2 separate regions of the Zea mays genome follow, and region 1 is linked to region 2. A link is a contact called in public Hi-C data. All regions are on one chromosome and are shown on one strand. Each heading gives the region's core, a stretch centred on a gene start, on an enhancer-like site or on the middle of the called end of the contact. The rest is flanking DNA. Distances are from core to core; before and after follow the strand shown. Region 1 holds the start of LOC100192700 (peroxisomal membrane protein PEX11-1). Region 2 has its middle 13 kb from the start of LOC109940432.

The links. Hi-C and Micro-C count contacts between places; a contact is called where the count stands out from the background.
Region 1: a contact with region 2 is called in a Hi-C map of ear, with 2.1 times the contacts expected there. The contact joins the promoter of LOC100192700 here to the enhancer-like site in region 2. A contact is called at or near these places in 3 of 25 Hi-C or Micro-C datasets (ear and leaf).

What each region holds. Positions count from the first base shown.
Region 1 is chr6:71,844,989-71,849,147 of Zm-B73-REFERENCE-NAM-5.0, forward strand. LOC100192700 (peroxisomal membrane protein PEX11-1) reads left to right here and starts at 1,565. Exons shown (of 7, transcript NM_001137903.1): 1 at 1,565-2,239; 2 at 2,321-2,395; 3 at 2,496-2,570; 4 at 2,675-2,755; 5 at 2,833-2,907; 6 at 3,009-3,182; 7 at 3,253-3,442. The coding sequence starts at 2,048. The coding sequence ends at 3,288.
Region 2 is chr6:71,771,254-71,775,037 of Zm-B73-REFERENCE-NAM-5.0, forward strand. No RefSeq gene overlaps it. Among protein-coding and RNA genes, the nearest start is that of LOC109940432, 13 kb to the left of the region's middle. Within about 2 kb of position 1,483, at least 14 of the 20 cell types and tissues checked have an H3K27ac peak or open chromatin away from gene starts, as enhancers often do. A contact at or near this core is called in ear and leaf, where this site is marked.

The sequences.
Region 1 (4,159 bases), core at 315-2,814, 74 kb after region 2:
TCGTAAACGAGCCGAGCTGACTCTGTGGCTGGTTAGCTTGACGAGACGAGACGAGCCGAGCTGGTTTGATATGTAGCCCTAATCCATTCTAAGGACACATGTCAACTTATCAGTGGCATTGATACAAAGTGTAAAAATGTGAAGGTAAATATACAGTTAAGTCATAAAGCAGGGGTACAAACACAACTGTAAAAAAATGCTGAACTAGATGCGTAGATACAAGTTGAACGTGAACCGATCGAGGCGGGCGGTGCCCGGTAGAGAAACAAAACAAGGCGGCCGTTTCCGTTCCGTTTCGGGAGGGCCCCCGCCAGCAGCAGATGAGGTAGGGAAATGAGAGACGGTATCCGTTCCATCGGAGCTCGCAAGGTCGCCGCGAGAAGCAAACAAATCGCTTGTGACGCCATTGTACAGTGTGCGGAAACGTTACTCTCCCGTCTCGTCCTCGTTTATTTGGAACCCAAATTTTACCGCCAAGTTTTTTACTGCTAGCTTTTTCTTCTTCTCCTCCTTTTTCTCTCTCTCTACAGTATTGAACAAGGCAGCCAGGAGCGAAGCCAGCTCAAAAAGTACACTGGTGCACACTCTATCAAAAATATAAAGAAAAATATCCAATTTTAAAAGAAATACATAACATATTCAAGATAAATATTAGCAAAATTTTATTTTAGCCTGGTGTGCGTAACAGATTGTGCACGGAAGGCAGTGGCACACACAATCAAATTTCAAATCCACACCGACAAGGTGTCCAGGTTCAGGTTGCACAATCCCACAAGGAAGCCCTATCTATAGTGGGGCCCATCTAGAATGGGCGTAACTTAGGGGGTGTTTGGTTTATAGGGACTAAACTTTAGTCCCTCCACTTTATTCCATTTCAGTTCATAAATTGTTAAATAGGGAAACTAAAATAGAGTTTTAGTTTCTATATTTAGTAATTTAGGGACTAAAATGGAATAAAATGGAGGGACTAAACATTAGTCCCTAGAAACCAAACACCCCCTTAGAGAGAAGACTGCCTCCTCAATTAAACCATCTAATATACGCATTTTTAAACATGTGATTTCTGATCATCGTTTAACTACACGGCTGTCTAAAGAATTAGAGAGTGTTTAGTTTATATGGGTTAATTTTTAGTCTCTCCATTTTATGTTGTAAATTACATAACATCTAAATAATAGAACACGGTTAAAAGAGAGATTATCTCTATTTTAATCCTTATATTTGATAATTTAGAAATTAAAAGGCATTTAAAATGGACATGCATATGGCCGGTACATAGCGTTGTTCGCTGAAAAACAGAAAGTGTCGAAAACAGAAAGTGTGATGGGAAGGAGATAAAGAAAGCTGATGAAAATAGGCTGCCGCCTGGTGTATAGTAATAGGATACGGCCTCCATTATTTATAAAGAGGAGAGAGAATAAAAAAAGAGACGTCCTTGGCGTGGTGTCCTCGTCCTCGTGCCCATCTCTGTCCCAATCAAACTGATTGATCCGTCGCCCGCAGGGCCACAGCAGCCGCGGCGAGGTCGTCCGTCGGATTCGGAGGCTCAGGTGAGTGCCTCTTTCTCACGCACCTTCTGTTGGCTCCTCCTCCGTCCTCCCCCAAGCGCCCCCTCTCGGCCGGTCGAATTTCCGGGGAGGGGGATTGGGGGGATTTGATATATATCGAGAGAGTAGTGTTTGTCCCCCGATTCCTCATGCGTGGCGCCCAAAACCTAGAGATCCTTTTTTGCGCCCGAAACCTTCCTGAGCTGGTCCGATTCGGTGCCGTTAGAGGGGATCTGTGTACCTCGCCGCCGGCCGGCGCTGTCGATCTGGTTGTCTTCCACGGTTGGTTTCCAGACGGGGACTCCGCCGGCGCGGCGCGGCGCGGCGCTCACCCGCATCCGCCGCCGCTTTTCTACCGCCCGCGGGGCTGGGTCCGGCTCTGACGGTTGAGTCTGGTGGCGCAGGCGGAACTGCACCCCATGGAAATGGAATCGAGAGAACTTACACGCTGCTTCGCAACCGTATTATGCAGTTATTACTGAAAAGATAATACAGTACCTATGGCTTCTCTGGACGCCGTGCGAGGAGACCTCGCCCTGCTGATTCTGTACCTGAACAAGGCCGAGGCGCGGGACAAGATCTGCCGAGCGATCCAGTACGGGTCCAAGTTCATCAGCAACGGGGAGCCAGGGCCTGCGCAGAACGTCGACAAGTCCACCAGCCTGGCCCGGAAAGTGTTCCGGCTCTGTAAGGTGCTGCTGCTGCTGCTGCTGCTTTGCTCTCGCATCATGGTGTGGTTTCGTTAGGACTCAGAGCCTGTCCTCGTTTTACAGTTCGTCAACGACCTGCACGCTTTGATCAGCCCTCCTGCCAAGGGGACTCCGCTCCCGCTGATCCTACTCGGGAAGGTACGCGCCGCTGAACGCACGGGAAACTTGAGAGGATGGTTTTTTGTTCTGGGCTTCTCTGATTGGTTTTGTTGCCCCTGCGCGCGCGTTCGCGTTGCAGTCCAAGAACGCGATGCTGTCGACTTTCCTCTTCCTGGACCAGATCGTGTGGGCGGGGAGGACAGGAATATACAAGGTTCTCAGAGAAATCACCTTTGTGGAAGCCGATGCCGGCTTTACTCCACGACGATGAACTAACTAATTAACCGGACCATGCTTTTACTGTTTTACACGATGCAGAACAAGGAGCGGGCGGAGTTTCTCGGGAGGATAGCGTTCTACTGCTTCCTCGGCTCCAACACCTGCACGGCCATCATCGAGGTGCGTGCGTGCGTCTCTGTCTCGAGTGCCGTATTATCTCGTGTTTCCGCACCTGATTCATGCTCCAAGCCGTGTAGCTAGCCGAGCTGCAACGGCTGTCCACGTCGATGAAGAAGCTGGAGAAGGAGCTGAAGCACCAAGAGCTGTACAAGGTACACCTCGACGGAAACGAAACCGCTCCCCCCACGTCTCTCTCCTCCCTGGCGCTTGCATTTGCATCTCTCTGTGTATCTGAGTGTGATCCGTGTGCCAGAACGAGCAGTACCGCATGAAGCTGCACAAGTCGAACGAGCGGCTGCTGGCGCTCGTCAAGTCGAGCCTGGACATCGTGGTGGCCGTGGGGCTCCTGCAGCTGGCCCCGAAGAAGGTGACCCCCCGCGTCACGGGCGCGTTTGGCTTCGCCAGCTCCCTCATCGCTTGCTACCAGGTAGGCATGTTGGTGCAACCGGTTGTCGTCCTGGGTTTGTGGGGTCTCATGCCTTTTGTCGCCTTGGCAGCTGCTTCCAAGCCCACCAGCAAAGCAGAGCAAGTGAGGACTCCCACTCCAAGCACTGTTTACCAGGAAAATAATCCCCCCCGGATAGGTTTGATTTGGTTGCCACATCCCCTTGTATGGCAGACTAGACTAATATATGTAATCATCATCATAATAATTGATAAACCATCCCACTATGGATAGGTTTGGTCACTCCAAACACTGTTTTTTTTATTCATCGCTAGGAGCAACTCCAAAAGTGTGCTAAGGCCCGTTTGATTTGAGGGACTAAAAATTAGTTCCTCTATTTTAATCTCATTTAGTCCTTAAATTGACAAACGGTGAGACTAAAACAAAGATTAAACTGTTTTAGTCTCTAGTCCTTTAAGGGAGACTAAAAGTGACTAAACCATATTAATTCTATTTTTGCCCTTCCTTTATTTTAGTTGCACTAATAACGGTTAAAGGGCATTTTGATCCTCTTATGAATTATTCAGTGTGTTTTGAATACTTTCGTAAAACCAAACAAGGTACGGGCTAAACTTTAGTCTCCTAACTAAATTTAGTCTTTGGACTAAAGGAACCAAACGAGCCATAAAAAGGTTTCTCCTCCAAAAATTGATTATTAGGGTTTAGGGTTTAGAGTTCAGGAACTATCTACTTTCTATACATATTGTATTTTGAATGTATTTTTGATCGAAAGATTTAGTTTTTATAAGTCTCTTAGCTATCTCTTGTATTTAAATAACTGAACCGAAGTCTCTAGGGCCCTGTTTGGGAACACAGTTTTTCCAAACTGCAATTTTTCAAATACTAAAATATACTTTAGTCATGACATTACTATAGTTTACAATGCTTCAGTTTTTGAATACAACAGTATCCAATACATCAAGGTGTTTGGGAAAAACTTTGGTTGAGACCAATCAGCC
Region 2 (3,784 bases), core at 233-2,732:
CCCTTTCCCTTAGGATCCATCTCTTTGGGCGATTAGTCCCTTTCTTGAAGAGAACGACTTCGATACCAATTGAGAGCACCTAGAGGGGGGTGAATAGGTGATCCTGTAAAAACTTAAAACTTAATGCCACAAACTTGATTAAGTGTTAGAGCAATAAAGCCAAGTGGCTAGAGAGGAGTTCTTGCAAAACACAATAACCACAAAGATATCAACACAGAGAGGCACAATGGTTTATCCCGTGGTTCAGCCAAGTACAACACTTTCCTAGTCCACGTTGTGGCGTCCCAATGGACGAGAGTTGCGCTCAACTCCTTTCAAGTGATCCAATGATCAACTTGAATACCATGATGTTTCTTTTCCTTTCACTATATCCCGTTTGCGAGGAATCTCACTAGAACAGAGCTCAAATCACTAAGAATGTCAAACGAGTGCGCAAAGACGAAGTGTGAATGATCAAGAATGCTCAAAGTGTGTTTGGTGTCTTCCTCCATGCGCGTAGGGGTCCCTTTTACAGCCCCAAGGCAGCTAGGAGCCGTTGAGAGCATTCCAGGAAGGCAATTCTTGCCTTCTGTCGACTGGCGCACCGGACAGTCCGGTGCACCACCGGACAGGCACTGTTCACTGTCCGGTGTGGATTTCTTTCCTATTCTGGCGCAGCCGAACGTTGAAGTTTTGGAGCCGTTGGCGCACCGGACAGTCCGGTGCCCCCTTCTGACCGTTGGCTCGGCCACGCGTCACGCGCGGATTGCGCGACCGACCATTGGCGCGGTCGACCGTTGTCTCACCGGACAGTCCGGTGAATTTTAGCCGTACGCCCCCGACGAATTCCCGAGAGCGGCCTTTTCACCAGAGCCAGCCTGGCGCACCAGACACTGTCCGGTGCACCCAGACTGAGCAGAGTCTTGGCTGCTCGAGCCAAGTGTTTTCCAATTGTTTTTTCTCTGATTCTAGCACTTAGACAAATATGTTAGTACACAAAAACCAATGTACTAAGTCTAGAATCATACCTTTGTATTGATTTGCACTTTGTCCACCCTTTGGCATATACTCATTCCCTTAATGTGTGTTGGGCACTTAATCACCAAAATCTTATAGAAATGGCCCAAGTGCACATTTCCCTTTCAGTAAGTTAATACATATTTGGTTATTCAATTTAATATTGAAAGTTAGAAGCTAGAACGATAATATAATAATAATATTATAAAGGTTTTGGGTTTTTAGTGTTAAACACTTACAATATGATTTTTTTGTTATATAAATTTATGTATATAGATATTTGTATTTTAGTTGTGTGGCTCGAGCTCCCTAACAAGTTGAACCGGACAAGATATTTAGCTCGTTAGTATAACAAGCCGAGCTGACGCAAACAACACTTTTACTTGAGATGGGCCTGTCAAACAGCAGCATTGGCGCCAACACGCGGATCCCTATCCCAATCTCCATCATCAGACACAGCACAACACAACGACCGAGCCCATGCCCAAGCGCCCGAGCGTACGTATGCTGACAATATGGCGTACGTATGCTCTGACAATATGGGGGCCTGCTAACCAACGCAACGCCCGCACACGGAAGAAAATTATAGATGGTACGTCTGTATTCTGTAAGGCCTTAAATGAGCGGATCTTGTTTGAGATGTATATACGTGGTTAATTTTTTTTATTGTATACACTTGACTTTTACTTGCGATTTTAGATACTCTTCAAAGTTTGGACTTCAAATTCTTCGTGACCTCACTTTTACCCGTACCAATATATACAAATAAATAAATAATAGATACAAATGACATTATACAAAACATGGAAACAAACCACACAATAATATTATACACGTCGTTACGAGATCGTAGGTTCTAAAACCACTAAATTCGAAGTTAAAATGAAAAATTTATGAATAAAACAAAATTTTAGGTGTAATAAATCTAATAAATATGATCTAACATATATTACAATTAAACCAAGCAGATATTAAATTAAAATATTTAAATTGATAATAATCACTTTAACCATTATTTATAAAGAGCGTAGGTTAGAACTATAAATTCGATTAACTAGATTGTCTAGCTAATTAACATTTAATTAAACAAATCTTTAATTAATTTTTTGTTTATAACATGTGGTATGATTATTTGACCTAAAATATATCGTAATTTTAATACATTATTAGGACTGTATAGAAATAGGTGACATGACGTGATCTGATTGGTTACATCGGTTTGTTAAAGGTGAAAATGTTTGTTTACAAAGGCATGATCCAACTGTTATCACTTATCAGGATTGTACTACTGTTAAATTCGTGTTGCATAACAGTCTTGCATATAAAAGAGCCTGTGGTGGTGGTAATCTATCAGGCAGAAAGCATCAAGCCTATGATGCGGGAAAGACACATAACCTATCACCAACTTACCTTCCAACCAAGCCCTTCGATCTCACGTTGTTGTTGGACATCTCAACTTTTTCGCAGATTGACGATGAATAGGAGATCCGATCGACGAACCGGAAGTGTCGTGATGAAACTCTCGCCGAGCCGGTCACGGTGATATTCTAGGTTGCTCCGAAAAATAAATGGACGGATAGAAATTTTTCGTTGGAGTTATCGCTAGAGTTAGGAAGAAACTCGAACTTCAACGAGCTATTGTAGGATTGTAGATGGAATCGAGATAAACCATTTTATGTTCTAGGATGAGGGGAAGCCAGACATGTATTTGTAGGGATGAATTGTATTTATCAAAAAAATGGATAAATTCGATTTTAAAGTTTTTCTATTTTCGAAAACTACAAAAAATCATTCTTAATACTGAAAAATGTTCAAGTGGCTCGAAAAATTGAGGAAAAAACCTAGAAACATTTTGGCACCCAACGAACACAAATAAAATACTTTGAGGTTATAAAAATGTTTTAACTGACTATTATAAATAGATTTTTGCTTTTAAAAAGTAGGAAAAGTAGTCAGCAAAATATGAAAAATTATCAAGGACTTCTACTAGGTTTGTTATCATGTTTCAAACATGTTTTGCACTTAGAAACATTATGTGTCGTTGTTTCTGGAATTGGGGACAATAAGATTTGTGTTTGGCATGGGTGTTAGCGCGGACTCACTTCGAATGGTGAGCTACACAGGCTCGAAGGTGGATCTAGGACGAACAAGTTATACTGGTTCAGGTCGGAGCCCTAGTCTAGTGTAGTGCTGACAGTAGTATTGCTTAGAGCGTGTTACAATGAGGACTACTATTCTACTGGGGTGGAGTTCGACCTCCTGCTTCTAGGCCTTATAGCCCTTATGGTGTCATCCGTTGGGTCGTGCTTCTGGGCCGCATAGCCCCTGTGGAGTCGTCTGCTGGGTAGTGCGCCGTCGTACCCCTAGGATGGTGTCGTGTCTCGTCCGCCTTTAGACGTGGCGGTGTTTGGTGGGTCCTGTCAAGTCAACACAGGGCGTGGTTTTAGGGATGTCTCCAGTACAACTTCATCTTTCATAATCCCCTTTGTGTCACCTTTTATCATGCGTAGACGTACGCCTGGTACAACATATTGCCCTGTCCCTTCCGGCGTATGGGTCACTATAGAGACCCTTGTGCTAAGGTCCCTATGGCTGGAATTAGCTAGTCCCATTGGTCAGTGGGGACACGTATCTAGCATCATGCTTGATAGAGACCCTTCGGTACCACTTCCCTGGTCTGGGCATGGCTTGGTGATGTCCCATCGTGCCGACGTAGCTCGATGGTACTAGGTTGACTCTTCCTTTTAGTAGAGGTGTTCGTCCGAGAGCCGACTGTTGTCTTGTTGGG